Regions from separate parts of the Mus musculus genome. Here all the other regions are linked to region 4. Evidence: chromatin contacts called from public Hi-C, HiChIP or PLAC-seq and promoter capture Hi-C data. All regions are on one chromosome and are shown on one strand. The core of a region is the stretch at or near the end of the contact, and the rest is flanking DNA. Distances in the headings are between cores, read along the strand shown.

Region 1 (4,250 bases), core at 35-2,534, 160 kb after region 4:
AGGGGCAGGTAGACAAGAAACATGGTTCCCTGTGGTAGCTTCCTGATCCCAGAAGACATTGTGGGGAAGATAGAGAGGCAGGTATCTAAAAGATCTAATGCGGAAAGGCTAAGGGTATAAAATACCCAAGCTCTTTCCGGTCCTGAGGGATAAAGCTGTTACTTTCTCTTTCTCTCAAGTTTGTCTGCATTAAGGAACTAATTCAGTGATCACCTGACCGCCAGCCAGCACCTGTTACTAAGGACTCCTCACAGATGGTCAGCCATAGCAGCTCTTTATGGGGTTAAATGCATTGAACGATAGGAGCATGCTGGAGGTGAAGTGACTGTTGCTCTGTCTAGGCTGAGCCAGCAGGTCATCCAGCCCTGACTTTCTAGGAGCAGAGGGAGAACAGGCCACATAGTCTGCCATCCTTCCACCTGGCCCTGTGTCACTAAGGCAGAGCAGAGGCTGCAGGTCCCAACTGCCCAGGAGTGCTGGGCCAGGCACTCAGTTTGGTTTAAGTGTGCCTCAGGTTTGTATGTTGGAACACTTGGTGTCTTAGTCAGGGATTCTATTCCCGCACAAACATCAAGGCCAAGAAGCAAGTTGGGGAGGAAAGGGTTTATTCGGCTTACACTTCTACATTGCTGTTCATCACCAAAAGAAGTCAGGACTAGAACCCAAGCAGGTCAGGGAGCAGGAGCTGATGCAGAGGCCATGGAGGGATGTTACTTACTGGCTTGCTTCTCCTGGCTTGCTCAGCTTGCTTTCTTATAGAACCCAGGACCACCAGCTCAGGGATGGCACCACCCACAACGGGCTGGGCCCTCCCCCCTTGATCACTAATTGAGAAAATGCCTTACAGCTGGATCTCATGGAGGCATTTCCTCGAGGGAGGCTCCTTTATCTGTGATAACTCCAGCTTGTGTCAAGTTGACACACAAAACCAGCCAGTACACTTGGTCTCTAGACAGTGTTCTGTTTGGGGACGGTTATAGAACTCTGTGGGAGAATGAAGCATTTTGGTCTGAGAGTTCAGCTTTGCTCCTGTCTGTCATGTTTCCGGACCCCAGACACAGGGTGACCTGCTGCATCCGGCTTCTACGGTGCCATTCCCTCCAAAATGGATGACCAGATAACTCTCTGAATCCTTGATCTGAAAATAAGCCTTTCTTCCCTTAAGTTACTTCCTGTAAGGAGTTTGGTCATCCTGACAAGAAAATAACTAATACACTAGCTTAAAGGAACAGTCTGGTCCCAAGGGTGCTGGTGGCTGCTGAGGCCACTCACCATCCCCACGACAATGACTCACAGCCATCTGCCCTGCCATGTGCCCGAGCACCACTATGCAAACATGGGCCTTGCTGGTTTTAAAAGAGAAACATCAATGCACAGTCCCTGTGGTCTGGGGCACGAGATCCAAGTGTGTTTACACAGTTAATATGGAGTTCTGTTCTCACGAACCCTGGCTCTCAGGCGGCTCTTCCTGGCAGTGGCCCTGATTCTTCTGCTTCTCAGCCATGGAGCAGGAAGTAGGAGCCAGGGAGAGCAGAGAAGCAGTAGGCTGGACCTAGTTCTATGGCCCTGCATACTCCCTGCTGTAGCCTGGTCCCTCCCTTGATAAGGTGGTCCTTCCATGCTGCTACCTCCTGAGAGACCCGTTGCATGGTGCCCCAGCTCAGGGAACAGTGTCTACACCATAGGAAGGGTTCATCCCCTACTGAAATGGAGTCAGCGGTGAGCTGAGAAAGATAGAAAGCGGGAGCTATGGTGTGGGGGTCTGGGCCCGTTAGAGACCAGGAGTATGGAACTCAGCTTCCTCAGAGCTTAAGTACTGATCGAGAACTCTCTTCCCAGAGATGTCTTTCTACAAGACAAAGAATCCACACAGCAGAACTTTATCCAGGTCTGCTGAGAAAGCAAATGTACTCCTCGTGCTAACTTTGAATTGAGAGCTTCATGCCTTAAGGCACCCAGCTGTGGTCACTCTGCTCCTCAGAGAGGCCACCCACCTTGCAAAAGGCAAAGAGTTGGGCTGATGGTCACATGATCTTCCTCAGACTTCTTCTGTTGAGGCTCTAACTCCAAATTCACCTCAGCCAGGCAAAGGCCAGCAAAGGGAAGCCACGAGTGGTCAAGCTCAAGGGCCAACAATAGAATGAGTAGCCAGGGACACAGGAGCAGTCTACGTTCCCTTCTGGCCAATGTGGCCCTGCCCAAATGAAGTACGCATTTAATCCTCCCATGTTCTTGGCACTCAAGGCTCCTGTGGACACCTCCCAGGACTCACACATGAGCAAGGACTCACAGGAGCCCAGAGGTTCTGCAGGGACACACAGTTAATTGGTGTCTTATTACTCTGCATGAGACACCAGCTGTTTGTACCAGTAGATGTTCAAGTGCAGGAAGTTCCAAGAGGTTGTAGGTAGGATGGCTCTGACCCAATGTCCACCCATAGCACAGACCCCACCTGCCTCCTTGCTGGCTGTCAGCTGTGTTCAGGGCTGAGCCATGCTTCCCTCTCAGGATCAAACAGGATGGGGGTGGTGGCCCCAGCATCTCTGAAATGATGACATGGCCATGGGGAATCATGACACAATTGTTCTTCACCTGTGCTGTAATTTCTCAGGAATTCAATGTTCCTAAGATCCTGGATCAGGGTGGGGATCAGCCTGGAATTAAGGGTACCCTGGAAGTATGGGGACCTGGTTTTACTCTCAGCACCCCTGCCCTTACACACACACACACACACACACACACACACCAGAAATAGTGGCTGTAATAGAGTCCTAGACCTTAGTAGACTCCCAGGCCTTAGCACAACTGACTCCATGATGGACCATTCAGGACATAAAACACAGCATGTAGACAGCACCACCTGCCAAAATGAAAACAAAGACCTAATCCATCAAAGCCCACAGTTCTGGGAAAGTCTCTAAATATAACTTTTTCTTTTGGCCTCTATAATTCCACTTCTGGCTAACTGTTCTTGTTATCTGAAGTGTGCCAACCCAGAATATGAGTTTTGTGCTTAAACCCTCACCCTGAGATAGTCTCACTGGGATCCCTAACATAGTGTAGTCGCTGCCTGGCTCAGAGTGACTTTCTACTGGCTTGAACCCACATCCCAGGAGTCTTCTCTGGTGGGATACCCCACAACAGTGGCAGCCATCTGAAATCCTAGCATTAGAAAACTGGAGAAAAGAGAATCCCTGGAGCTGACAGCAGACAGTCTGGTCAAACTGGCGAGCTTCAGATTCAGGAAGAGCCTATCTCAAAATGATGATGGTGATGATGGTGGTGGTGGTGGTGGTGATGATGATGATGTAGAGAACAAGTGAGGAAGACAGCCACCATTGAGGACTTCTGGCACACACACACACACACACACACACACACACACACACGTGCACACGTACAAACATACACCTAAATTTTGACTTACAGGGTCTCACTTGTCCTAACATACACAGGTTAATCAAATTCTAAGTGCAGACATTTTAGTCAGAATGCAAGCCTCCAGGGCCCTTTCTGTTCACTAGCCCTTCCTCCCTTTGAGGACTGCCTTTCCAAAGGCCATGCTGTTAATCTGCTCTCCCAAATGCTTCATCTCTCCCTTCTGTCTACATCTGGTTTTACCCAAGTGAGGACTTGTTCCTCCTGCCCCATGAGCACCAGCGACTTCTCACAGTAGCTGGTCTCCTTTGAAGTGTGGTCCCTCTCCTTCTCCCGGAAGCTCTGTGTCTCTAATCCCCTCCCTGCTGCTTCTGCGGCTGATCTCACTCCACAACTCATCCTACCAGATGCCGCAGAGTTAAATGTTAAAGTTTAGGGCCCAGAGCAAACGTTGCAGAACCATTCCTCCCCCTCGCTGCATCGATTCACTAATTACTAAGTTAATCACTCTTCAGAGAGGCTTCTCTTCCCTGTTGCTCTTCCTGTGGACCCAGAGCTGAGCTTCCCAGGCACCCAGGGGGCTCCTCAGTGGGATTTCCAGTTTCCTACGAGCACCATTTCCCTCCCTTCCCTGGGCTCTGCAGCTCCGTTTTCTGTATATGTGAGTCTGACCGCTCCAATACCCACACTTCCTATAAGAGGGGTCACATGATCACTGGTCTGGGCTGCTGGCTTATCTCACTTTGCATAATGTCCACATCCATATTAAAACACATGGCCATCTTTCTTTATAAGGCTGAATAATGCTCTGTTGGATGCTGTCTTACTCCCCTCACTGCTGTGACCAATGGACGGGATTATTTCAGTCAGGG
Region 2 (4,366 bases), core at 1,664-4,163, 230 kb after region 4:
GGCCAACCTCAGGTCTCCAAATGCATGGGCATACATGTGATGGCATACAAGGGATGGAGGGAGCCATTGCCGCCTCTTCTACTTGCTGCAGTTCTCAGCTGAGTGGTCTCAAGAGGAGGAAGAGGAAGAAGAAGAGTAGGAGGAAGAGGAAGAAGAAGAGGAAGAGGAGAGGCTGCTGGGGAAGCTCAGCTGTCCAGCTTCTGTACATTCTGAGATGGGCGAGCGAATGGAGCTTGGAGCTGAGCAGATAGATGCACAGTGGGCTTTATTAGGATTCCAGAACCTGTGGGACCTACCATGATGGTAACCTTCACTTCCATCTGTGGGAAGCCACATGTGCCATTGCAGAGTGGCACTGACTACTGCTGGCCACCACGCATAAGTTTGGACAAACAACCAATGTGTACATATGCAGTAAAGTTTTTTGCAAAGACACTGCCTGGCCCGGGCATGATAATGAGGCTCTGTGAGGTACAGAGAGAGAGAGTAGCCAATCAGATGAGGAACATGCAAATGAGGCGTAATGCATAACCAATCCGGGTGTGAGACACGCCTCTCCTAGGCCTATATAAGCAGCACCAGTTCTGGGCTCCGGGTCTCTTCGCCTCTGCAATCAAGCTCTCCCAATAAACGTGTGCAGAAGGATCCTGTTGCAGCGTTACTGCTGGTCAGTCTGGCGGGCGCAAGATCCATCTTACTGTACCAGAGCAGAATACGCCTGAGGTCTCCACTTTGGCTATCAAGCAAGCCTCACAGATAAGCAGCACCCTCCTTCCTGTTTCTCCATGCTGACCTAAGACCTGCTGGGGTCTGGTATGAACAGGCCTTTGCAGGTTCTTACACTGACTCTCTACGGCCTCATTGCCTGCACAGGAGAGCAAGTGCCTGGCATTGTCCCTTGGTGCCAGAGTCCCAGGTCATCTGGGTAGTTCCTCTTATTACGAGTTCCTGGACTCAATGGACCTGTTTGCAACAGTGATGAGGGCCACGGAGAGAGGCTAAGCCAAGTCCATGAACAATGTCCTCTCAGAGAGGAACATGTGTCTTAGAATAGTACTTTTGCTAGATGGCACTCTGCTCACCCTCGTGAATTTAACAGTGCCCTACTCCCTTTTAGTCACCGACTCTATAAAATGGGAAGAAAAGGCAGGGACATGAAACTCAAAGGAAAGTCATGGCTGACTCAGCAGAGAGTTCAGGGAATTCATAAGACACGCCCCTCCCCTAGCCCCCAGGCTAGCATCAGTGACACGGGGGGGGTGAGTGTGTGTGGAGCCAGGTGGCAGCTTCACCAGACATACACCCATACTTCTGCTTCTCTCCTCATCTCTTAACCATCAAAACAAAGTGCTGCCTTTAATTCTGTGTCTGGGTGTGGCAGAGGTAATGGCCTCTTTCAGGAGAGAAGACCACACACACACACACACACACACACACACACACACACACACACGAAATGCACAACACCCATGTGGTGAGACAGGCACTACTCTAAGTCCTTTGCAGGGTGTCCCTGAATCCTTAGCTCATCTTGAAGACAGCATTGGGTGGGCTAGGAATCACTAATGTTCTCCATCTGGCCCTTTCACAGCCCTGGGTTATTAAGCACGGACTTCCACAGACGGGCACTTCAGCCTTGGCAAAGGGGTAGTTCCTGAGTTCCCAGACACTAAATAGGAACGTGGTGTTGAGGTGGGGTGGATAGTGCAGGATTTCTGTTTATTAGACTGGCTGCTGAACTTAGGATCTTGCGCATGGGAGGCAAGCGTTGCACAAACACCTCCAGCTCCAACCCAGTGTGAAACTCTCTGACTGCAGCATCCTTCATTCTCAGTGCTGCAGAGGAAGGCAAGCACTGGAGAGAAGGGAGCTGGGTGGGGGCTTGTGGGAGATGATGAAGACGTGAACCCAGATAATATGAGGCTCCCCTGGAGCAGCTTAGTTTGGGCAGTGCCACTGCCACCACGAGGGAGCCTCATGCCACTCTCTTGCCCCCTGCTTCTTCCAAGTTGCCTCCACCGCTGAAGAAAGTCAAATGTGTCCTGTCAGATGCCATTTTATATAGGAAGGAGATGGGGAAGGAGAAAGGAAAGGGGAAACTGAAAGACGGAAGAAAAAGTGAGGCAGGGAAGGAGCGAGGGGAGGGGAGCTTGAAGCAAGCACTGTCAACCTGACAAGCTGAAAGACTGACCTGTGGGCACACCTGTGGGGACAGTCTTCATTACAGTAACTGACATAGGAAGAGCCATCTTAATTGTGAGTGGGACCACTCCTGGGCTGGGTAAAATGGAGTGGACATACTGGATACTGGCTCTCACTCATTCCTCTCTGTTTCCTGACTGCTTCAAGCTCCTGCTGTCCAGATTTCCCATTCATGATAGATCCTACTTATCTGTGAGTTAAAATAGACTCTTTCTCCCTAAGGTTGCATTTGTCAGAGTATTTCAACATCGCAGCAGGGAAGAAGCTAAGTGGGCAGAGGGAGAGCATGGAGGAAAGCATGGAGGGAGAGCATGGAGGGAGAGAGAGCATGGAGGGAGGGAGAGCATGGAGGGAGGGAGAGCATGGAGGGAGGGAGAGCATGGAGGGAGGGAGAGCATGGAGGGAGGGAGAGCATGGAGGGAGGGAGAGCATGGAGGGAGGGAGAGCATGGAGGGAGGGAGAGCATGGAGGGAGGGAGAGCAAGGGCTCACAGCTGTTGGCCTCATCCTCTCTGAAACACACCCCTGAGGCTCTGGGGTTAAGCTTGTCTCTACACTTGAATCCTCAGGACTCTAGCCACCAATGTCTGGTCCCTAATGACTCCTGCTCTTAATTATATCTCAAGTAGCCCTGAGGAAGCAGGAGTCTCCTCTACACTGAAGCCTGGCAGCTTTCCTCTGAGGCCACTCCCCCTCAGCTGGGCTTCCCAGGCTTCCTCCCAGTGAGAAACCAGGGCCTTTGGTGCATTTCCTTATTCTGTGGGCTTCACAGGACAGTCTAGAACTCAGATTTCCAGCTACTTCCTAGGTCCTCGGCCTAGCCCCCAGTCAGAAATGAATCCAAGAGTCTTGCACTGCCAGCCAGCACGGCTACATCTCCTTACCATACACTCCAGGGTGTGTACACACAAGCTATTTCTGGGAGCTGATTAACTTATTTCTTTACCAACCTAAATAGTCTGAGAGCATTGCTTCCAAAGCTCTCCAGTGTCTCCATCATCAATCAGAGAGGGCAGAGGTCACTGGAGAGAGGTCTACACAAGTGACAGAAAAGCCAGATTAGAAATCACTTCCTGCAACAGACTCCAAGGCCATTAACAAGTCCAGTGGTGCCATCAGTCAGGGGCAGTAAACTTGGCTCCTCTCATACACACTCTGGAGGTGAGATGGACGCACTTGAGTGGGAGCTGTTAAGCTTTTGCACACTAGGACCTGAGAACCTTTCCTCCTGAAGGCCCAACTCTCCAGCACTCAGCCTGGATGCTAAGCCACTTACAGACTTGATTTCATGTGCCAGCTTCTAGCTATAACAAGTCTTGGGGAGGAAGCATGTTTTGCTGAGGTCATTTTCGAAAGCCAAAAGCAACTAGCTGTCTTCTTCCTTTCCAGAGTTCCTACGTAAGGGAGGGCACGACATGGGGGTGTCAGTCAGAGGTTCTGGGCTTTCCTGTGACAAGGACTGAACTCAAACAGGAGAGCTGGGAACAGGGAAAGGAGCATTCTGGTGACAAAGCCTGTGTCGCACACAGATGGTCAGACAGAGAAAAGTGGAAATAATTTATTCTATACTATATGAAAGATGTCCCGAACAACGGCAGAAGGAAGCCTAACTCTGTACCTGCTCATGTGAGCCACACACATCTGGTCAACTCAGAATTCTTTCAGCAGGGACTTGGGCATATCCAGCCTATGAATTAACGAGGCAAGAGCAGAGAATGGTGGGGAACCCACAGAGTTATCCAGCTACACAGTGCAAGGAGCGACACAGAGGACAACACAGGATGGATGTAACCACAGGACACTTAGTAAGGGGGTAAAGTTTAAATAAAGCTCGATGTCAGAGGGGAGGAAGCATGCCCTTGGTGAGAGCTGTCCAGGTGACGGGTACCGAGGAAGCTGCTCTAAAGCAGAAAGGCCCACGGCAGTGCCTGAAGCCTGGGATGATTTCAACGTCTCCCACAGGCTCATGCTAAACAACGGGTCTGTAGCTGGTGGTGCTACTATGGAGGGCCCTAGAAACTTTACAAGGTAGAACTTTGCCGGAAGAGCAGGTCACTGAAGTTGTGTCACCACAACTGATACCCAATCCCTGACCGTCTGTCTAGCCCTCCCTATGCACTGTAAAATGAAAAAATTCTCTGCACGACATGATCCCATGTCTACCC
Region 3 (4,408 bases), core at 1,808-4,307, 200 kb before region 4:
AGAACGAGAGTCAGGAGCAGACGGAACCTAAAGGCATCCCTTGTTTGCCTGCAAGTAGCAAGCTGGTCCTCACCTCGGCATTTAGTGTAGATGCAGTTTAGGATGGCTATCCTGCTGACAGAGAGCCCTCACCCCCTGTGTCTAGGTACCGTGGAGGCATGTGACTTCCACTAGGCCCAACAGGATCTCATTCCTGGAGGTTTGGAGTTGGCTCCAAGTGGGTCTCCATGTGGCTGGATTAGACACTTGTGAGGCCAGGAGTAATGAGAAGCAGGAGCTACCAGGAAGGCGGCATCGATACAGCTACTGGGGCCTCTGGCTTCCTCAGGCTGGCTTAGGTCTTTGCAGAGCACCAGACTAGTCCTGCTTCTCTGCCTCTGTGAACTTCAGGGATCCTCAGCAGAACTCCTTGTACGTGACTTGGGTTGTATTGATTGTGGTGAGTTGCAGTTAAGAACCTTAATTAATGTGGCGTTACCCACCAGGGGGAGGGGAGCACCACAACACTGGCTGTCAGGGAGTGTGAAGTAGGATGCACACACCTTCCCAATGGATCCTCAAAGGTGAACAGGAGTGCCTCTCAACTCCTGGGTCCAAGGATCCAGCCAGTCACACTGGATGATGATTTCCACAACATACAAACGGCCCCTCCAGGGACTGTACTTTCCTGGGGCTGTAATGGAGACTCCAGAAGGGCATTCTACTGTCTGGCAATGTTATCACGATAGGGACTGCTGTGAGTGTGGCCTGTTGTCATGGTGCTCTACTGTGATGCTTGAACTCTGGGAGCAGCGGAGCATGGCACACCGTAACAGTGGACAGGGGTCTCTGCAGGGACTCAGGTATTCATAAAACACACAAATAAATGTAGTCCAGGCTGGCTTTGAACTTGTGGCAGTAAATCTCCCAAGTGCTGGGATTACAAGGCATGAACCAAGGGCCATGGGATTTGGCATGAATGCCCTATGAGAGAACATATAAGGTCATAGAGCTGCCCCTTGGCTGATGGAAGTGCTTAATGTGAGGAAGCAAGCACTAAGAAGCTGGCTGACCACCAGGGGGCAGTGCTGTGTCCTAGACTCTGTGTTGGTCTTTCCTGCCAGGCATGGTGGCTACTGTGGCTGGGTGGGCTTGGGTGAATAAAGATCTACTCTGCCGAGCTCACTGCCACATCCATCCCTACCTGCCCTGGCCACCATGCTCACGAACCCATGGGGGTAACAACAGGGCAGCTGGAGAAAGAGGCTGGCTGCTATCCTCAGAACATGCCATCCTCTCTGAGGTCACCTCCTGGTGAGCGCTCCCAGGAGATGAAACTATCTTCACTTTTATGTGTGTGCATCTGTGAGCACGCATGTGTACAGGTGCTCATGAACAAAGTGGCAACTGAGGTTTTTTTTTAATCTGATTCTGATAATTTTGTAAGTTTTAAAACATTCATTTTCATTTTGTGTATGTGTCTGTCTGTCTGTCTGTCTGTCTGTCTGCGTGATGGTGACAGGGATAGCTAGAAGAGGGTGCCTGATTAGTCCTCTGGAGCTGCAATTGCAGGTAGCAGTGAGCTACTCAGGATAGATGCTGTGAAACTGAACTCTGATCCTCTGCAAGAATGCTATGTGCTCTGAACTGTTGGGCCAGCTTTCCAGCCCCTGTTTTAAGACAGTTTATGTTATATATTCAGAGGTATGCCTAGTTATCCTCGGGAGTGAGTCAGGTAGACCTGAGAGTGTTTATGGCAGGCTGGCCAATTCAACTGTATTTACTACGGAGTGCCTCCTGAGGAGGAGAGGCGTTCCATTCGTTTTAGCTGACCACTTCAGATCGATCGCAGGCCATCACTGAGGGGAGTCAAGGCAGGAACCTAAGGCAGGCCTGCTTGCTATAGCACACAGCATTAACCTCCAATGGAGAGCTCACTTCACTGCCAATCAGGTATAGCAGGAACCACAGAGGACGCTGTTTGCCAGCTGGCTCGTAGATGGGCTTCAGCTCACTTAGCTTTCTTGGATAGTTCGAAACCTAGGTAATGGTGCCGCCCACAGTGGGCTGGGCCTTCGAAGGCCAGTTAACTGTCCAGACCTTTCTTACAGACGCGATACGGGCCAATCTGATCTAGGTAATCATGGACTAAAGCTCTCTGCTCACAGGACCCTAGGCTATGTCACACTGACAGGTAAAGCAAACTAGGATACCAACACAGTGCCTTTTTCAACCCTGTTACCCTACCCACTGCACTAAATCCTGACTCTGCTCATGTCTTTATCAACTTCAGCCGCATCCGCCCGTGCTTACCCGAAGGTTCCTGGTAAGAGGCAACTGCTCTGGCCCACCTTTCCAGCACCTGGTCTTTTTTCTAGGGCCACAGGCTCCTCCCTTCCAGCACGCACTCTCCCAGGCTTCTTCCCACTGCCCCATGCTCCACCCACAGTCAGGTCTCCGGCTGACTCCATGCAGTTCAGTTTTGTAGGTTTATTTTTGCCTCGGGGTCCAGAGGCGAGGTTATGACGGGCCTAACCCCTGACTGGCACTTCCTGTACCCACTGTCCTGTAGCAGGTGCTTTGCTGAAGCAGCCAAAGGGAAGGGATGGGGGAGGTGAGCCAGCTGCCAGGAGCTTGGCACAAGCCAAGGCTTGTGCCGTGCTCCTGGCCAGCCCCGTGCTGCCAGAGATTCGATTCTCAAGTCATTTTTAACAGCTGCTCCCACCCCCCCCGACCTGTCATCTGTCACTTTCCTTCGGCTTCACCGCGACTTGGTAGGAAGAAGTCCCTCTCTTGACCACCCCGCCTTTTACTCCCAGGGTCTGGGAAGCGCCCAGTCTTTCGGTCCCTGGCCACACTGCCCCATCACACTTCCCCTCCTTGGTTTCCTCCAAGTGAAAAGCAAAACTTTCTGCGCTGCGGTCTGGGAGCCGCGAGGGGCGGCGCGCGCGCGCTAGCGAGGGGCCGAGGCTGGAGAGGAAGCGGCGGTCCTGGGCAGGAGGAAGAAGCCAGCCCTCGGCTCGGCCCCCTGCCCGTTTCCCGCCGCCTCCGCGGCCGCCGCTACCACCATCACCACCACAGTCACCGCCGTCCGGGGCGCAGCCGGCCGCACGATGCAGGGCGGGGGTCCCCGGGGCGCTCCGATCCACAGTCCGAGCCACGGCGCAGGTAGGGCCCGGGGTTCTGGAGGAGGGCGAACGAGGCCTGCCGAGATCCGGGCGCACCCTGATGCAGGGGAGGGAAATCGAGGCAGTGAGCGGGGAGTGCAGGGTGCGGGCGGTCGTGTCCCCAGCTCCCACTGCAGCTCCCGTCCAAGCGCGTCCCCGTCCCGAGAGTCCGGCCGCCCTGAGGCGCAGTCGGCGAAGGGCGCGCCCGCACTCCTTCCTTGCGAGGTCCCGGTGGCCGCGAAGGTTTCCGCAGCGCCCAAGTGCAGCTCGATCCCAGGACTCCCTCGGGTGGCCGGCGCAGACGCTGCGGGGACGCGGGGCGAGGTTGAGAGAGGTGTGGGAACTGCAGCCCGCACCTCCCGTGGGGCTGCTCGCCGCCCACTTCCGAGTGTGGACTGTGACGCGCAGGGCAGCGCAGGCTGAGGGGACCCGCTCCATTTCCTCTGTCAGCTTGGGCCACGTACCAACCCCGGTGATGACATCGAGTTAAGTGGGTGGCCGCTTTTCAACCTCAGCAACTCACTGTCAGAAACCCCAAGAAAAGAACGTGATGGCACACGCCTCTTTTCCTAGCACTCGAGAGACAGGAAGACTGTGGAGACTTTCTAATACAATCTGGGCTACAATAGTGAGACTCTATCTCAAAAACCAAAATCAAATCAGAACAATGAAAAATAAAACAAGCACGGAGATCTGCTCCAGACTGGGCTTTGCAGTTTGGGCGTGTGCTGTGCCAAGGAGAGAAGGCAAAGGACTTAGGAGCTTCTTTTGGCTCTTGGAGCCTCAGTTTACCCATCTGTGAAAGGAGCACTAATCACTAGCTTCCCTACCTCCTTAACTGGCTTCTATGAAGACATTTTTGCAATTGGGAGTTGGAAAATACAGGGTTGGTAGGTGGGTGTAGGGTAAGAGTCTTCTGCACCCGCATCCTGGACTCGGGAATGCCTTAGTTTTTCAATTTGTAAAATGGAGCTGATTTTCCTGCCTACGTGGTAGATTTTAAAAGGGGTTTAATGTGGTAGGAGGACATGAAACCCCTGGCCAAATCTCTGCGATACAAAGCAAATTCTCAAAAATCTCTTAGTTGCCCAGGCTAGCCTTAAATCTGCTGCCTAGCCCAGGCTGGCCTCCAATTTGCTAGCCTTTGCCTCCCAAGTGCTGGGATTACAGGTGTGCTCCACTACGCACGGGTCCTTAAGTATTATTTTGACCATGCAAGACCTAAATAATCGTGGGCAATACAGGAATGCCAGTGTGACATG
Region 4 (4,068 bases), core at 774-3,273:
TTTTAAATCCTGTTCTGCACAGTGCCCTGCCTCTTCCAAGTGCAGAATGCAATCTGCAATTGGTCCAGGAAGCAGGAGAAGGAGGTAGTGTGTTAGTAGATCACACAGACTTGAACTTTCTAAGGGACAGGCGTCTATGAAATAGGACAGTGATTATTGCCAGGTAATGACACAGAGCCAAACACTGTGGTGGGGAGGGTTGTCACAGGATTTTCCCTGTCCAATTACATTAAGTGCAGGGGAGGCCTGTGACTGGACAGGGAAAAGGGAGGCAGATCAAAGAGTTACAGAGACAGAGAGGTCTCAGGAGGAGAGAGGAGGAGGATGGAGGCTGACTTGGTGTTATCAAAAGGTTAGAATATTTGGGTTAAAGCTTTATCATTATCAATTAGTTCTGAAATTATTTATTGCCATCTTGTAAATTGTGCAATATTGATACATAAATCTAATTGGTTAACTAGAAGCTTAAGAGTCTTGATTTTACCGGTTACTGGGTATCGTGTTATCAAATTTTGAGGATGGTTATTGGAATGTGGGACAAAGCGGTGGGACCCAGCTGGGACATAGTGTTGTGGTCCACCAGTGCTGGTACTAGAGTGGGAATGTGGCCCGACGGGGTCAGAGAGTTGGCAGGTTGAAAGAAGCAGGAGTGTGGAGAGTTGGCAGGTTCATTAAATATTTCCCATAACAGTGGGGTTTGTCCCAGGTCTGCTGGGGTGGGGAGGTTTTGGGACAGCTGAGTGGGGTGTGGCTCATGATCCAGATCATGGTGAGAGGGCATGACACCTGATGATGCGACCCAGGGAGATGAGAATTTGTGGTGTGGCTTCTAGCATCTTTAGTGGCTCAAGAAGTAGAGATCTCAGGCCAAAGGTAGGGGGTGTTAGACCAGGATTAGGACCCTTGGGGCCTGTCTTTGTTAGGATTTTACTGCTGTGAACAGATACCATGGCCAAGGCAATGTTTACAAGAACATTTAATTGGGGCTGGCTTATAGGTTCAGAGGTTCAGTCCAGTATCGTCAAGGAAGGAACATGGCAACATCCAGGCAGGCATGGTACAGGAGGAGCTGAGAGTTCTACATCTTCATCCGCTGGCCTCTTAAGAGAAGACTGACTGACTTCTAGGCAGCTAGGAAGTGGGCCTTAAAGCCACACCCACAGTGCCACACCCACTCCAAGGCCACACCTCCTAGAAGTGCCACTCCCTGGGCCAAGCAAATACAAACCATCACAGGGCCCATCTTTGATGACCCGCTTACACCAATCAGGAGCTGCCTCTTAAAGGTTTCACAATTCTGCCAAACAGCACTACCACTGCGAACAACTGTTCAAGCATTTGACCCTGTCCAGGACATTCCATACCATGCCACTAAGAGTAGAAAAGTGCTGGGTTGGGTACTGAGTCAGCCCCTCCTTAGATAACATCTACACCACAAACACACATTTATCCCAGCTTTCCTCTGAAATCCAGCCCATGTTCTGTGTCACTGAACGAGAATAATACATAGAGTGTGTCTTTAATCTGAAGTAGCACTTGGATTCCCGTATTACAATGGGCCCAAGACAGGAAGCCGTGTTCACAATGCTCCGTGGGGTTCCACAACAAATAAAAGCTGTTGTTTCAAATTAGAATTTATCAAGGCGTCCAAAGAGGCTGCAGGAATCCCCCAGCCAAGCTCTGGCTGGTGTGTGTTTTCGTTTGTGATCAAAGGCACAATGCTGAGCGCTGCTGAAAGAAAAAGCTCGCAACTAATAGCATAGAAGAGCAGCCGCAGTGAGGGTGGCATCTCTCTTGATTCTGTTAAGCCGGCTGCCAGGACCCACTGCGCATGCGTAGCAGACGATTGCTGTTTAATCCAAGTCCACACTGGAATGTGCTGACGTAAACCCACGGGGGACACCTTTCTGGAGGACTTGAGTCCCGGATGCTGTGGCTGCCCATTCTTCCTGGGGTTAGAGCCCCCTTATCGTAAGCCACACGCCTGCAGGAGCAAAGCAGGTGGTGTACCAGCGAGCCATACACAGAGGGGCGGGCTGGGGACAATACTGCGGGGGCTTCTAAACCTTCTGAAGAGTTCTTGCACAGTCTGTCGGTGTCAGAGCCACAGCAGCCTGCTGGGTGGTAGAGGAAGGCTGGGCTGGCAGATCTGGGGATGGAGGAAAACAGGCTGCCTCTTTGTCCTCCTGGCAGGCTTCCTGAGTTACAGGCATTGTGAACAACTCAAACCATCAGCCAGAGGTGACCGCTTGCTCGGTTAACTGGGAGAGCAGGCGGTGGGGAGGGGAGCGTGGTGCCTCTGGGGAGAGGACGGGGCTGTGACTTCACTCTAGGCATGCTGGGGATCCATTAGCAGTGGTCTGAACCTGAGGGATGATTTCACAGGTTCTGGATTCTAATTAGCAGCTCCATTCCAAAATCCCCCTTGAGTCTGTGTAACCGTTCCTCCACGTCCGGAATGCCTCCATTGGAAAGCTTTTAGGCTTTGGTGAATTGTTAAGCAGGACTTGTTTTTCCCCTCCTTTTTTTTTTTCCTCTGACTTCCATAGCTCACTATAGGAGGAAAGGATCATATCCTGGCATCTCTCAAAGCCCCGGGCAGCTCTGCCAGCCTCTGCTGAGTCATGGATGAGCAAGGACCAGGCTGATTCTATTTACGTGGTATTTGCATCCCTGTCCAGAAGCCTCTTGGGAGCCTATTCTCTCTGCTCATTGGGAATGCACGGTGCCCAGTTGATTCGTCTTGCTAGTCTTGATGGCATGCAGAGACTAAATGTATCCAGGCTCATGAATAAACTCCACAGCCCCAAAGGGCTCCTGTCTGGTTCCACTTTCCAGTGTGTAGCCCGAAGAGGCCAAGGTAACAGAGCTGAGGGGCGATTGCCCTGTCTCCTTGGAAATGATCTTTTGCTTCTAAAACCAAAGAGCAGGAAGGACGGACATCTGTGGAGACCTTCAGTAATTTATAGTGGGGGAGTGCAGATCTGGGCAGGCTGCTCTCCGAGGCACCACTGTGCTCAGCTGATCGAGGGTGGCAGCCTTGTGCTTCCTTCTCCTTTCTGCCAAGGTCTGGGTACAAAAAGTTGGAGCAGACAATGTGTGCAGAGCAAGATGACTCTGCTGCCCATGGGACACAGTGTGAACTTAGCATGAGGCTGGTGACACGGTCTCTCTGTGCACGTAGCAGGTCCCTTTGCCACCAGTGGAAAGGGGCTGGGTCAGGTGTCTGTAGGTCCTTGGTGTCTTACTCAAAGCATCGAAATTAGTAGATACAGGTTTGCACAAGTAGCAAGAGTGCTTTTTTTTTTTCACCAAAAGGCCAGAAAATGTGTGTTCAAGAATGAGAGTGGACATCATGAATGTCAGTACTCAAAGGCCCTGAGGGTTCCTTTCATGGAGATAGAGAGTGGGAATTCAGTTTCTAAGGATGTCCTTTGTGTGGTTCTCTATTTTAACTACATAGTTTAAGTTGTATATTCTTCTCTCTCGTCTCTTCTCATAACACATCTGATGTCAAACATATGCCAGGTTACATATAGGCCTACAATGGAAAATAGGGGATTCTCCCCGAAGGTGCACTTGGAGGACACAGTTTGCTTTATTGTACATGCATCTAAAACCAGTCTAGCCCCTCCTACTGGGATAGTTGTTAAGGAGATGAGAAACTGATTTCATTGTTCAGAGAGGGTGGTGCCTGCAGCTCTAGGCAAGTGGGGGTTCTAGGTTGGCAATAGATTATCCAGTGCATTATTCACAGGGATGGATGCGCGTATCACTTGTAGGCGAGAGTCCTTTGCTGAGAGCATTGCTAGAAGAGAGCTATATGCACAGCCCAAGCCAAGTGGAGTCCTAGGTTGTTAAGTGATTCCCTATGCTTGCCTACTTTCTGGGTGTGTGTGGATAGGGCTTTTCTCCTGACTGCTCCTCCCCCCTACACAGGTCAGTTTTCTGCTGTAGTCCACATTGACTACAGAGGATCATGCATTGCCTTTAATCCCAACAACCTGGGAGAGTTAGACAGGAGGTTTTCAGGTTCAAGGCTAGCCTTAGCAGCTTTCTGAGATTCTT
Region 5 (4,221 bases), core at 747-3,246, 140 kb after region 4:
CTCCCACCCTTGATCACTGAGAAAATGCCTTACAGCTGGATCTCATGGAGGCATTTCCTCAAGGGAGGCTCCTTTCTCTTCGATAACTCCAGCTTGTGTCAAGTTGACACACAAAACCAGCCAGTGCACCATTGAAGCCCAGCCTCAGGAAAACCCATGGAATATACTAGCAGAGTCTGGTTTATGTACATGTGAAACACATGGCACCGTAGAGCCAGAGCCCAACCTGCCTCTCTGCTACCGTTTCTCCTCTAGCCTCCTGGCTGCCTTCCACTCTTGTCTCCTGTGTCACAGCTGAGTGCATCTATGATTTGAATGATGATCACATGAGCTACCGAGAGGACAGGCACGTGCAACAGGCACGTGCCACCATTTTTCTAAGGATGTTTGAAGACAGGCTGTGGAATGTTGTCTCCCTATTGTGGCAGCCATTACCACCTTCATCAGGGCAGCTGTGACTACTCTCAAGAGACCCTCAAGATTTGACCTGCTGACCTTTTTCTCATTGAAGGAGGGGCCGGGGAGGGTTATTAAACCCTTAGTTGAGATTTCATCCAGTCCCTCCTGTGTTCTTTCCTAGCTGTGTGTCATTCCAGCCTGGCTGCCCGAGGTCTTGGGAGGTGCTGGAGGTTACAGAGTGAGGGAGGGTAACTGAGAATCGGGGAGGGATGCCATCCATGCAGCTATGAGGAAGTCGTTATTCATGCCAGAGAGACTCCTACACTGCTGCGGTTTGGGGCTTACTCGTTCTCCTATAAGTGAGTTCAATAAGCCATGGGTTCACCACGGTGGACTCTGCAGGTATCACTCCTTTGCTCTGTTTCCACACTATCTTGGGGAGACATGTTTGTTTCCTTCAGGAAAATTAATGAAACACGAGGTATCAAGAGTGTGTCTGATCCTCAGAGACAGAGCAGCGTTCCACAGGAAGAGCCCTGTGGGGAATCTTGGAGGACGCTCTGGCCCCTGCCTGGCCTTTCTGCACTTGGTTCAGAATGACTCTGACATTCCTTGTCAAGCTTCTTGTATGTCATCTGCATTGTGACTGACCTCCTCGCTTCAAGTGCGAGTGTGAATGATAGTCCTAACTCAGGCTTCCTGCCAGATATAGAGACTGTCAGCTGAGGCTGTGTTCTGGCACCGACTCTCCACCCCTTTTGGATAAAGCTGGAGGATAAAAAGCTGGCTCTTTATGGACAGTAGCCAGTTGTCCAGACGCACTCAACCATATGACTACAGAAACATTTGAGGTTGTGTTCAAAACAAGGAGAGCTGTCGTGTTGTGGATCTGGGCACATGGTTTAGAGGCAGTGGACCCAATGGGTCTCAGTCACATGACACAAGCTCTCTGGTTATAGACCTGTCTATCCCTGCAACCCATTTTTAAGGGAGGGATGTAATTTCTACCACTGTTATTTCTGCTAGCTTAAGATCTCACAGAGCTGAAGTATATGGCCCCATGTCACTCAGGGGCTGCCTCTCGTTGTGTGTGGCTGATATGTGGCTATCAGTAAGGATGGTGTGGGGGTGTTCTAGGAGGACCAGGGGCTGGTGGAAGACAGAAGATACACATCACACAGCGATTCCTGTTTACTTCCATTTAAAAAAATAGTAGTGTTTGTGTGTATGCATGTGTGCGCGCATGTGTGGTCAGACATATGCCACAGCATGTGTAGAGGTCAGAGGACAACTTGTGAGAGTCAGTTCTCTCCTTCTACCATCTGGGTCTAAGGCGTGAACTCAGGTCATCGGACTTGGTGGCAGGCGGGTGCCTTTTCCTGCCATCTTGCTGGCCCCTGTTTACTTCCTTTTAACAAAATCATCCCTGTTTGAATAGTCCTAATTAATTCTTGCTTTTTTCCACACAGAGTTCAGTAAAAAGGAAACATTCATATAAAAATCCGGATTTTCCTCTTCCTGGGCTCAGCCATCCCAGTACTAATTGCTGGCCAGGAAGGGCCCAAAATAGCAAGGCTGCCAGTCCCTGCCTGGGCCCGGAGCCAGATCCCCAGAGAGAATGCAGGACGAAAGGGAGAGAATACTTGGGAACAGCCAAGCTCCTTCTAACGGCCTCGTCTGCGGAGTCAGGCATTGCCACCTGTCCCCAGTGCTTCTCTTTAATTACTGTGAGGCTGCTCTGTGACTGTCACCAAGGATGCTACCACTGCTGTTCTCAGCATAGTAGGGCCTGATGCAGGCTCAAGAAAGAGAGCCATTCCCAGGTAGATTTAGTCCTTTGTTGGCAAATCCCTATAGCATCCTTCCCCTGGGATACAGTACCAAGGCCTTCTGGCTCCATCTAGGCACACGAGAAGCCTGCATCTTTGGTGTCTGGCAGAAGATGCTGCCTGGGGTGGGGCGGGGAGGGCGGGGGTAGGAAGCAGCACTGGATGGATGGATGACATCAGCTGGAGCCCGTCCCCAGTGAGGATGCTGATGCTAGTTAATAACTAGCAGGACCCCAGTGGATGACACCATCTGCAGCTGAGCTGACGAATTAAGGTCTAAGCAGTGGGGGCTAGAGAGAACATTTTGGAAACAGGGCTGACAGGGATGCACACGTGAAGGGATTTTTTTTTTTAATTGCACTATTCTCAAAGGCATTCTGTTCCAGCCAACTCTGCCTGGCTGTCGGGTTGTGCTTTTGAGGACACAGCAGGGCAGACTGCTGTTGATGAGTCTGGGATTATGGAATCTCATTTCCACCTTAGCCTGAAACAGCAAAGCTGTATGAGTTCAGAAGAGGTTTCATAAACATTTCTGGACCTTGGGGATTTTTGTTTGTTTTATTTGTTTTTGTTTTTAATTATTTACAAAATGAAAGCAGCGGCATGTATCCATCAAGATTTTTGGATTAGCACAAGAGGAGATGGGTGAAACTGTCATTTCCTTTTGCTTAAAACAGCAAGGTTTCTGTCCTTAGGCAGAATGGGGGAGCAGTGTCTTAGTTGTAGGAGGGAGCAATGAGCTTGGGAGAAATAAATGTAGCTGGGTTGTCGCAAGGGCCCCTGCATGCAGGGTCTTACATGTCGTCCGTGGTCCCTTCCGATCTCTTACCTCTCTGTTTGAGGCTTCCGTCTCTTTCTGTGAAGATTAACTTCCTCCGCAAGTCAGCTCTTAAAACTCAAGTCAAAGGACAACCCCCAACTTCCCCACTTATTCTTGGTGGGTACACAGCTTTCTTCAGCTTACTTCTCAGGGGAAACATCTGATTGGCTCGTTCTTGATCAGGTGGCCAGCTCTCATCCAATTAAATTCCCTGCAAGACGTACCTAGCAGAGAGAGACTACATCCTGAAAGCTAGGAAATGGTTCTAGAGGGTGGAGGGCTGCTCTGTTCAGGGCTTTGTAACCTACAGAGGGCATAATGGACATGAAGTCTGGGTGGCAATGATACCAGGACCTTTGGCATGGGTCCCTGCACTTTTGCACCTGTGCCTTTAAGAACTCTTACCCATCTGAGCTGCCCTCAGCAGCGGTTTAGTGGACCGACCCCCAAGAAAGAGCCAGAAACAAATCCCTACTCTGAAGGTCATTTGGAATGTGGGCAGAGACACCACTCTGAATAACAATCAGAGGCGATGAGAGGTTTTTACTCAGGTGGGAAGACGTTTGGCTTCTTGGTGGACTTGACTACAGACGAAGATCCTCATCAGGAGGAGACCTTGGACTGAGGCAGCCACTGCTGTGGTCTGTGACCTCTGCAGGGTGCCCTTCCAAGGACATTAGCTACCAGGAAATTAACACTTCGCAAGTATAGGGTAGAGACCTCGGGGGTTGCTTGCTACAGGGCTGGGGAAGAAGCTCATGGCTTTAATGTTGGTTTCAGGGAGATGAGCTCACTTCCTGCATTGCACACTGAAATTCCATTCCTTTAGGTAGGGCCTGGACTCCTCTGAGCATCAGCCTGGACACTTTCACCCATGGGTTGGCTGCTTTTCTCATCTTTGTCATAAGATCTGGATAAAGCAGCTTGAGGGAAGATATATTCATTTTGGTTAAAGGGAAAACAGTCTTGCTTGGTAGGGAAGGTTCTGTGGCAAGAACAGCTTGTGGCTTTGGTTGGAGGAAGCAGAGAGGGGCAGGAAGCAGGGCTGGGCTGTAAATTCCAAGATCTGCCCTCAGGGACCACTTCCAAAAAAAAGGCTCTGTACTGGCTAGTTTTGTGTCAACTTGACACAGCTGGTGTTATCACAGAGAAAGGAGCTTCAGTTGAGGAAAT

Evidence for each region. Promoter capture Hi-C pulls out the DNA fragments that hold promoters and counts their contacts. A called contact is a pair of places that touch in the nucleus more often than the background predicts. HiChIP or PLAC-seq counts read pairs in DNA pulled down with a chosen protein or histone mark. Capture Hi-C pulls out chosen DNA fragments and counts their contacts.
Region 1: a contact with region 4 is called in an H3K4me3 HiChIP or PLAC-seq map of bone marrow-derived macrophages, with 4 times the contacts expected there. The contact joins two enhancer-like sites. A contact is called at or near these places in 1 of 15 datasets of contacts at CTCF or cohesin (the NIH/3T3 cell line), 1 of 484 Hi-C or Micro-C datasets (nephron progenitors) and 5 of 115 datasets of contacts at active chromatin or transcription factors (the 3134 cell line, bone marrow-derived macrophages, embryonic forebrain and 2 more).
Region 2: a contact with region 4 is called in a promoter capture Hi-C map of adipose tissue. The contact joins two enhancer-like sites. A contact is called at or near these places in 3 of 39 promoter capture datasets (cranial neural crest, frontonasal cranial neural crest and second pharyngeal arch cranial neural crest), 1 of 484 Hi-C or Micro-C datasets (bone marrow-derived macrophages), 3 of 115 datasets of contacts at active chromatin or transcription factors (VIP interneurons, bone marrow-derived macrophages and stem cell-derived neural progenitor cells) and 1 of 9 other capture datasets (adipose tissue).
Region 3: a promoter capture Hi-C map of hippocampal neurons shows a contact between it and region 4, with 4 times the contacts expected there. The contact joins the promoter of Disc1 here to the enhancer-like site in region 4. A contact is called at or near these places in 3 of 39 promoter capture datasets (embryonic stem cells, hippocampal neurons and stem cell-derived epiblast-like cells), 1 of 484 Hi-C or Micro-C datasets (neural progenitor cells) and 1 of 115 datasets of contacts at active chromatin or transcription factors (embryonic stem cells).
Region 5: a Hi-C map of forebrain shows a contact between it and region 4, with 3 times the contacts expected there. The contact joins two enhancer-like sites. A contact is called at or near these places in 6 of 484 Hi-C or Micro-C datasets (CD4 T cells, bone marrow-derived macrophages, cerebellar granule neurons and 3 more) and 3 of 115 datasets of contacts at active chromatin or transcription factors (bone marrow-derived macrophages, embryonic basal ganglia and embryonic stem cells).

What each region holds. Positions count from the first base shown.
Region 1 is chr8:125,409,472-125,413,721 of GRCm38.p6, forward strand. No RefSeq gene overlaps it. Among named protein-coding and RNA genes, the nearest start is that of Gm30713, 26 kb to the left of the region's middle. Within about 2 kb of position 1,285, at least 36 of the 459 cell types and tissues checked have an H3K27ac peak or open chromatin away from gene starts, as enhancers often do. A contact at or near this core is called in bone marrow-derived macrophages, where this site is marked.
Region 2 is chr8:125,486,093-125,490,458 of GRCm38.p6, forward strand. The region is part of intron 3 of Sipa1l2 (signal-induced proliferation-associated 1 like 2); the gene reads right to left. Among named protein-coding and RNA genes, the nearest start is that of 4930566D17Rik, 34 kb to the right of the region's middle. Within about 2 kb of position 2,914, at least 10 of the 459 cell types and tissues checked have an H3K27ac peak or open chromatin away from gene starts, as enhancers often do. A contact at or near this core is called in adipose tissue and bone marrow-derived macrophages, where this site is marked.
Region 3 is chr8:125,051,138-125,055,545 of GRCm38.p6, forward strand. It overlaps Disc1 (disrupted in schizophrenia 1), which reads left to right and starts at 3,058. Exons shown (of 13, transcript NM_174854.2): 1 at 3,058-3,147. The coding sequence starts at 3,093.
Region 4 is chr8:125,252,443-125,256,510 of GRCm38.p6, forward strand. The region is part of intron 12 of Disc1 (disrupted in schizophrenia 1); the gene reads left to right. Among named protein-coding and RNA genes, the nearest start is that of Gm30713, 130 kb to the right of the region's middle. Within about 2 kb of position 2,024, at least 249 of the 459 cell types and tissues checked have an H3K27ac peak or open chromatin away from gene starts, as enhancers often do. A contact at or near this core is called in adipose tissue, bone marrow-derived macrophages, cerebellar granule neurons and 4 more, where this site is marked.
Region 5 is chr8:125,388,290-125,392,510 of GRCm38.p6, forward strand. It overlaps Gm30713 (a long non-coding RNA gene), which reads left to right. Exons shown (of 5, transcript XR_879356.2): 5 at 256-553. Among named protein-coding and RNA genes, the nearest start is that of Gm30713, 4.5 kb to the left of the region's middle. Within about 2 kb of position 1,997, at least 126 of the 459 cell types and tissues checked have an H3K27ac peak or open chromatin away from gene starts, as enhancers often do. A contact at or near this core is called in cerebellar granule neurons, cerebral cortex and forebrain, where this site is marked.